2 separate regions of the Oryzias latipes genome follow, and region 1 is linked to region 2. The links are chromatin contacts, called in public Hi-C maps. All regions are on one chromosome and are shown on one strand. Each heading gives the region's core, a stretch centred on a gene start, on an enhancer-like site or on the middle of the called end of the contact. The rest is flanking DNA. Distances are from core to core; before and after follow the strand shown.

Region 1 (3,877 bases), core at 218-2,717, 110 kb before region 2:
CCAGAGCTGAAATGTCTCAAGTCTCACAAAGTGATGGAGCTGAGATAATCCCCCACGGAAACTCTGTCAATATGTCATCATCATCATAGCTGCCATTTTTCAGCACAGTAACCCAGTGCAGATGTGTCAGCAAAACAGTCTCACTTTATTAATATTGTTTCCTTTCACTTTCTATTTGTCACTGGATATCTGAAATGATGTCTTCACTGCATTCTCAGGGTAGGCTGGAAAAACTAAGCTACGTTTGATCAGCTCATCCTTCTTTTGATGAGGCATTTGTTAAGATGAGGAAGTTTATCAAAAAACCTGTGAGGGGGATTTTGTTTATTTTGTTGTAGACACTTATCTGGATGAAGCCACGTTGAGAATTTTTTTTCATTCAACTTGTTTAAACAAGGCAAGTTTAGACTAAAATTACATGTGTGTGGAACATTTGAATATTGATTCATATTACGCTCATACATAAAGGCATCTGCCACTGTGAAATAAAAATAACAATTAATAATTTTCAGCCATTAAAGTCCGACCCTGATAATTTTTGGATCTACTGTCAAAGTGTTCCTGCAGTGTTTTTTATATTTTTTTATAATTACATTTTTTAGACCAAAACAAAAACTCTGTGTTGTTTTCTTGAACATAGTTTCTGCAGAGAAGCAGGACTTCATCAGTAATTTGCCTCTGAGTCGTGGGCAAGACTGTTGGCACATCATTTCTCATGATCCCTTTGTTTACACTCTGTCCCACTAGCTTACAGCCCCTCACAACCCCAACCTAACATGGGACTACAAAAATGGCGAGCAATATTGGAGCTATCCAGCTGTACTGTTTTCAGCAAGATGGCAGCTCAGACGAGGCAGACGAAGACGTATAAGATTCTATTTGTCTGTAAGTGCATCAGAATGGAGAGGAGCAGGAAGTTTGTGGCCCCCGGTGGACTTTTTATGTAACAACTACAAGCTTTTCCAAATGATTTACCATGATTTGAATAAAGCAATACCCTGAAACACAGTTTTAATCTTAATTTTCTTCATATACACTGAGTTCTCCATTATGAGAAAAATGCTACAAGAAAATGTAAAAATTGCAAAAAAACATGGTTTCAATGTCCAATTTCACTGAACAAGCCAAAGCTGAATTACGGGATTCGTGCCATGTTGTGCTTTACTTCAAAAATCTGCAACGTTTTAGCAAAAATCTTAGAAGCAGTTTGCACATTGAGTAGAATAGTTAAGTTTACATTTGCAAGCTGATTTGAGGTAAGATGACTTCAAGTCATCATGAGCGCAGTGGTATAATCCCAACAAATTTTAAAATTATAAGAAATTGTGTTCAACTACTAATATACTATAGATCTCAATAGCAAAACCAAATGGATGTTGTTACTGTATGGGCCTAAGCTGGCGTCTGCTCACTCTTTACCCTCCACATGGCATCACAACCCTGAGTTGACTCAGTTGGAGGGTGGTGTGTGACCTCTGACAGAGGAATGTTTTTCAAAGCTGACTCATCCATCTTCATTTGCTCATGGTGGTTGTTGTGTTGTACTACATTAATTTAAACAGCTCGAGATGTTTGGATAGCTCGGGCCACTCAAACTAAACACATAGGAGTTGCTTGAAACGACACCCATCCGTCAAGTTTGCTTCATAAACAGATCAGGTACACGTTTGTTATCTCTTGCTGCGAGTGGACCGATCCATTGTTTACCAGTAGGGCAAAAACTCCAGGTTTTAATGTACATTTTTATGTCTGAAATGACACTATTTAATCGCAAACAGATGCACATTTTAGCCAGTTTACTTTTTTTTACAGTCTGTTCAGTCTGTAAAATTTGGACGGTAGCAATTGAGACTTGTACTGATTTTAACAGCATTATGGGAGAAACGACAATCCACTGAATTAAGAAATGTGATCGATTCAGAACTTGACAAACAGCTTTGAACACTAATGACCAGTCAATGCTTCAAAAGTGGCCTATAGTCAGCGTTTCAAGGACACTGATTGACATTTGTTATACCTCTGGCATTTATGGCTTTCAGTTTAATAGCTTTGTCTTTTAATAAGCATGCTTGCTAAAGTCAGTGCTGTTATTGTGCATTAATGAAACTGGCAGAGTCTAAGAAAAATGGGCACACACATGAGATCAGAATGGAGTGATGTGCCAAATAAGATGGGAGCCTGTTTTTAGAAGGCAATCACTGCATTTGGACAGGGACACAGTGTTTTTATTTGACTTTGTGGAATAAAAATGGAATGAAACAATACAGAGGTCGAGGTTCTATAATTGAAAACTCCTCCACTATAATAATAAAAGTCTCAAGGGGCAACTTTGTCTCTTCTGGTTCTGGAATCAGGTCTAGGAGGTGACATCCATTCACAGACATTTTTTATTAGGCCTTCTGCAGAATCCAAATATCAGCCAATCACATGGAACAGACATTTCAATTTACTTTTCAGAGAGTTCTTATGCTCCACTGTCACGACACCTCATGTACAGAATTGAAAATAACTAAAGTTAAAGTTAAAACTTGTTTCAATCAGCAACTTTTTTACTTTAAGACCCTCACCGATGAAATTTTTTTGTTTTTTTTAACATGTTCTTGTGGCATTTTTCTTATGATGGAGGACAAAAAGAAATGTAATCTTGCATTTGTGAGTAATTCTTCATTCAAACGGTTGTGAATCAGGAGCAGACGCAAAAATGCCATTTAGAAAAGCGTGTAGCCTGGCAATTTGTAGATTATTCAACAGTTGTAGATTTTACAACTACAAGCTCCATTCTGTTTTATCCACTTGCAGACAAGTAGATTCCATGTACGTCTTGGTTTTCCTCATGTGAGCTGGAATCTGGCTCCAAACTGTATGGCTGAATAGCTTCAATAATGCTCACCATTTTTGTTACATATAAAATATTAGGTTGGGGTTTTAAGGGGCTGTAAGCTAGCGGGACAGAGTGTAAACAAATGGATATTGGGAAATGCAGGCAGGCTCAATCTGCACCATAACTAAGAAGCAAATATCCGATGAACTTGTGCCGCTCTGCAGAAACTATGTCCTAGAAACCAAGTTTTTTTTTAAAATCTTGACTAAAAACTGCATAATAGTTAAAATACCACTTAAATGCTTTTACGGAAAATCAAAAGACATTTTTGTGGAACAAAGAAAGAAGCATTTGCTTCATTTTGAGCCATGTTTTATGAAGTGTCTGCATTAATTCAAAGTAACACAACAGTAATATTTTGAACAAAAAATGCACAACTTGCTTTAATTCAAATTGTTCTTGAAAACACACGATAGAAAAATCAAATAATCTTTTTTTTTTCTCTTCCTGCAGCCATATTCTCAGTAAATGTCACTTACAGTAGTCTAGACGTTTGACCACACAAGGCGACACTGTTTGTCCCCATGATTAGTCATTTCCATATGTGCGTATTCTTCTCTTAATTCAGTGTATTGGAGCCACTTGGGAAAACAGATTCATGTGGCCAACATGTGCACCACTTGGCTCTGACACTACTCCTCTCCATCCCCCCACCCTAAGTATAAGAAATGGGTGGCAGACGTGTCCCCCGCCCTGGCTACTGCTTTAATTAAAGCCCTAATGATGGGCCTTCAACTGGGAAGCAACTTATCATCACACATAATCACTCGTGTTAAGTGTGGCAGAATTGCAACCATCTGCTTCGTTTGGAAGCAGATTGTTCTTTAAAAACCCAACAGAGAAAAGATATTCTTATGAGAAGAATCTCAAAAAAATCTTTTTAAAAACCTGAAAATATGATTGTCAACAAAGCTTGAATTTTCCCTCTATAATCTGTGATGATTTTTTTTTAATTGAAAGTATTCTTGTAATCATCCATTGCTTTCTTTAACAACA
Region 2 (3,995 bases), core at 1,472-3,971:
CTATGAAGTTGTTCTTAAATAACATCTGTTCCATGAGTTTGGAGTTTCTCTGTTCAGCCTGGCCGCCTAAAAACTTCTGGCTGGAAATCAATATTTTCCTTCTTTTTGTACTGGATTGTTCCACTGGCAACAGATCAAGATGGACAAGCACCCATTGAGAGGGGAAAAAAAAAGCTTGGAGTGGATGTAGATGGGAGGGGACCATCACATTTTTCCAATTCACCACAATCAGAAACAGATTTTCCACAATTAGTCTCCACTGACTTGCAGTTTATTGACTGAAGCACACAATCACTGTGCTTCTTAGACAAGCAAATGAAAACAATTACTACTTATCATTGTGTCCGACTGTCAGCATGACAATCAGACATATTTTACAATAAAATCAGAAGTCCGTGCATAATATTGGATCCTAATATGTCGTCTGATCATCTTTTTTTATTTTTATTGGGTGGCTTAGAATTAAAAAATTAATATATGTTATATTTCTCACCTTCTAAAGTCCTTGTTTTCAAAAATAAAGGACAGAAATATTCAGTAAAAGGAAGATTTCCCTGACATGCGGATTAATTTCTCCTCTGTATTTAAATGAGAATACCCTCCACAGACATACATCCCATAAAGTACAATCCCACAATGGCCGTCATCTGAATTGATTGCTAGCTGTGGAGCTACTCGTATTAATCTTTTTCAGTGTGTAATAAGTGAATTAGTGGGATGTAGAAGATGATGTATGACAAAGGCTGGCACGGCTAAAACCCGCTGTAAATCCACAGGCCATACTCACTCAATAATGTAGCTTGATGCAGCCTGGCATCGCTCCTTCCTGCCGACAAAACAATGAATCTCTGAGAGCCAATCAGTTATTTGTTCTGGGGGATTTACTATAAATGCAGTGTGGAAAAAAGTAAATAAAATACTTAAAATAATAAAAATCTTTTAAAAATTGGATTTTAACTGAAAACATTGAACTCTACTTACTTCTTTGTTGCCAGGTTTGATAAAATTGAGACATAAAAGAGAAAGTTGAGTAAAATATCAGACATATACAATATTTTAATAGTAAATTTGTTTGCTGGTGTTAATTTTGCAGCACAATCTAGCATTTGCAACAGTTTTGCTACTTTATTCGAATGGCTGAATGATATTAGCTTTATTTTAACTATGTCTGTCCTGCTAAATCCATTTCCATACGACTGAAATTTGCTTGACAGATTAGATCCAACTCAAGAGAAGAACATTCTTTGACATCTTCCACCGTTTAATGTGTAACACTAACTAATCACATGGATATTTGGTCAAGGCTCCATCACACCCCCTGCATTTCTCCAATGTGCAAACACAAAGTAGTTTACGGAGGCATTTCAATTCAAGAGCAGTTCCTCCAAGTCTAAACGGAGCTATGTTGTTGGGCCCAGTGGGCGCTGTGTCCTTTAACTTTTCTCATACATCACATGCCTTCCTAACCTCCAGCCTCCAACCCCCCACCACAACAGCTGGTGTCTCAGTGAGGACCCTGACGTTACTGTGCTGCCACAGTCGTTCAGTTTATATGAAGCGTTGCGGTGTAGGGGGCCTCTAATGGCCCACTCAGAAAAAGCCCACAGTTGGACCAAATGCATGGCATATCACTTGTCCTTCAACATAATGATAAATAAAACTTTGTCCTTCAGTGGGTGATTAGCAAAACATAGAAAAAAGCTTAAACAGATTTTTTTAGAGCGCAAATGAAAGCTATTCATAATAGAAGTGTTGAACTTAAACCTGAAATCATGTAATAAAATTTCAGTTTGTGCAGTAATACTGTTATCAAAACAAAGCACAAGGTTTTCATGCATGCACTCCCTTCTCCTGTGAGGCCTTCAGTGTGCTCTTGTGGCCCGAATAGTATTTTCTTTCCCTGTGGGGGCTCAGAAAGGAGATTGAAACCATGACCGGATATTGTTCATTGTTCCAGTCTCAAACCAGTATAAAGCAGGAGCAAAGTTCTAATAGAGTCAAATCTGAAATAAAAAAAAGAAATAATAAAAATAAGAAGAAATAATAATAATAAGAAGAAATAAGAAAAATAAATAGATTAAATGTTTTGCACATTTGCAGAATTAGTTATAAGACTATTTATCCAGTATTGTAAATTTATTTCTTTTTTTTAATTTATGCTTGTCCAAACATTAAATCCCAGTGGACTCTGTTATTTTCTGTTTATTACCTACATGAAGAGTACCACATAGTAATGAAACAGAATATAAGCACACACCTCTTCATGACAGGAAAGGAGAAAAAGGGATAAAATTCTCATTTTCTGTTTTAGAAGTAAGGACACTGCAGCTGTGACAAAAAAAAATAACTTGTTTATTTATACATTTATTTATTCATTTGTTTGTTTCTTTCTTTATTTACTTATCCTAACTGTGTTTTCAATACAAGAGAAACTGTTATTTTATTCCAGTAAAAACTTTAATTTAAATGTTCCTGTTATATTGTTAAATACCATTTTAATTAAACATAATTTTATGCATTTCTATATATTTTGGGGGGTGGGTGGGGGGTGGCATAGGAAATAAAAAGATGGACTAAAGTGAAGGAAACACATGAAAAGCAACTGGATAAATAAGTAAAGTAATAAGTCAGAGCGTCACGTGGTCCAGGCTGCAGGTTGACCTGTGATGAACTTGAGCGGCTAGCTTTCGCTCGTCGTCAGACTCTGTAGGACCCAGCGGAAAACTGCTCCAGCTGGAGGGAGCCGGAGCAGGAGAGGCAGCGAGCGCCGAGTGGAGAGTAGACGTTCCCAGACTAGTCAGTGGCTTCATGGAGTTATGCACCTCTGATCCGCCGCCATGGATTGCGATCTGCGATCTCCTCTTTTCTTAATACACCTTTTTATGTCCACCTTCCTTCCTGCCCTTTGCGTCATTTACCCCCTCAATGAAGGTAAGAGGAACTCCGGAGCTGCGCGGATTTCTGCTTGGGTTCACGCTTGCTTGTCTGTGCGCGTGGGTTTGTGTGTGTGTGTGTGTTTGGAAAATGTGCGCTTCGGCGCACACCGTGGTGCGCTTTCCTGTTTCACTCACTGGGATAGGAAGAAAAGAAAGATTGCGAGAAGGTGACAAGGTGGCACCACAGAGCACCAAATGAGTAAATTCTCAACCTAGGGACGGATCCCGGCAGGACAGACAGAGACTCATTTAGGACAGTATTTATTTATTTATTTTCTCTAAAAGAGAGGATCATCTTAAACTGGGATGAATTATGTTAAAATGCCAGAACAGCTCGCAGTGAGTTTATTTAGAGATTTGGGGGAACTCTGTGCGTCTCCATCGGTCCACGCTGAGCTGTCCGTCTGCCCCACTTCCCTGCGTAATTGTCAGACGAACTCGATTGGAAGGAAATGTTGAGCACTGACAGAGGGCTGCAGGGAAACGCCGTTTTTTCACCGTATTTAGGCTGTTTAGTGACTTTTGACCTCAAAGTAAGACTTCGCTTCTCTGATCGTGCGCACAGGAAATCCTTAAATGTTCTCCAGTCTTAAAATTTAAATTTAAACTTCATTTTAAACTTAAACTAATTACCTGATCAAAAATAAAGAACGCCTTTTTCCTGCCTTATGCCTTTTCCGTGATTTATTTTAGGTTTTTGTGCGTTTGTTTGCACTTTTATTTTAACCCACACAGCTCCACACGGGACAGCCATCTTCAAAGTAAAAGGTAACAAAAGTTGTTGAATTAAACGTTATTTACTATCTAAATTAATAGTATTCAAAGTGCTACAATTTATTAACTTATCAACACCTGAACGAGGCTATTGTCTCACTTCTAAGTTAAAGTTGAAGATGGAGATGCTCCTGTCTCTAAGCTCCTGCTAAACACAGACAAATGACTTGGTGAAAAAAGGTGGAACTCGGTGGTACTCTAATGAGGCTGCTAAAGAAAAATGCAAGTTAAATTGCTCCTCATAAAAATACAGCAGAAATCAAATCTGTGCTGCATTTATGAATG

Evidence for each region. Hi-C and Micro-C count contacts between places; a contact is called where the count stands out from the background.
Region 1: a Hi-C map of embryo shows a contact between it and region 2, with 1.7 times the contacts expected there. The contact joins the enhancer-like site here to the promoter of epha3 in region 2. A contact is called at or near these places in 2 of 5 Hi-C or Micro-C datasets (embryo and fibroblasts).

What each region holds. Positions count from the first base shown.
Region 1 is chr21:17,808,576-17,812,452 of ASM223467v1, reverse strand. No RefSeq gene overlaps it. Among protein-coding and RNA genes, the nearest start is that of c21h3orf38, 19 kb to the left of the region's middle. Within about 2 kb of position 1,467, at least 1 of the 8 cell types and tissues checked has an H3K27ac peak or open chromatin away from gene starts, as enhancers often do.
Region 2 is chr21:17,697,081-17,701,075 of ASM223467v1, reverse strand. It overlaps epha3 (ephrin type-A receptor 3), which reads left to right and starts at 2,721. Exons shown (of 19, transcript XM_011489641.3): 1 at 2,721-2,931. The coding sequence starts at 2,838.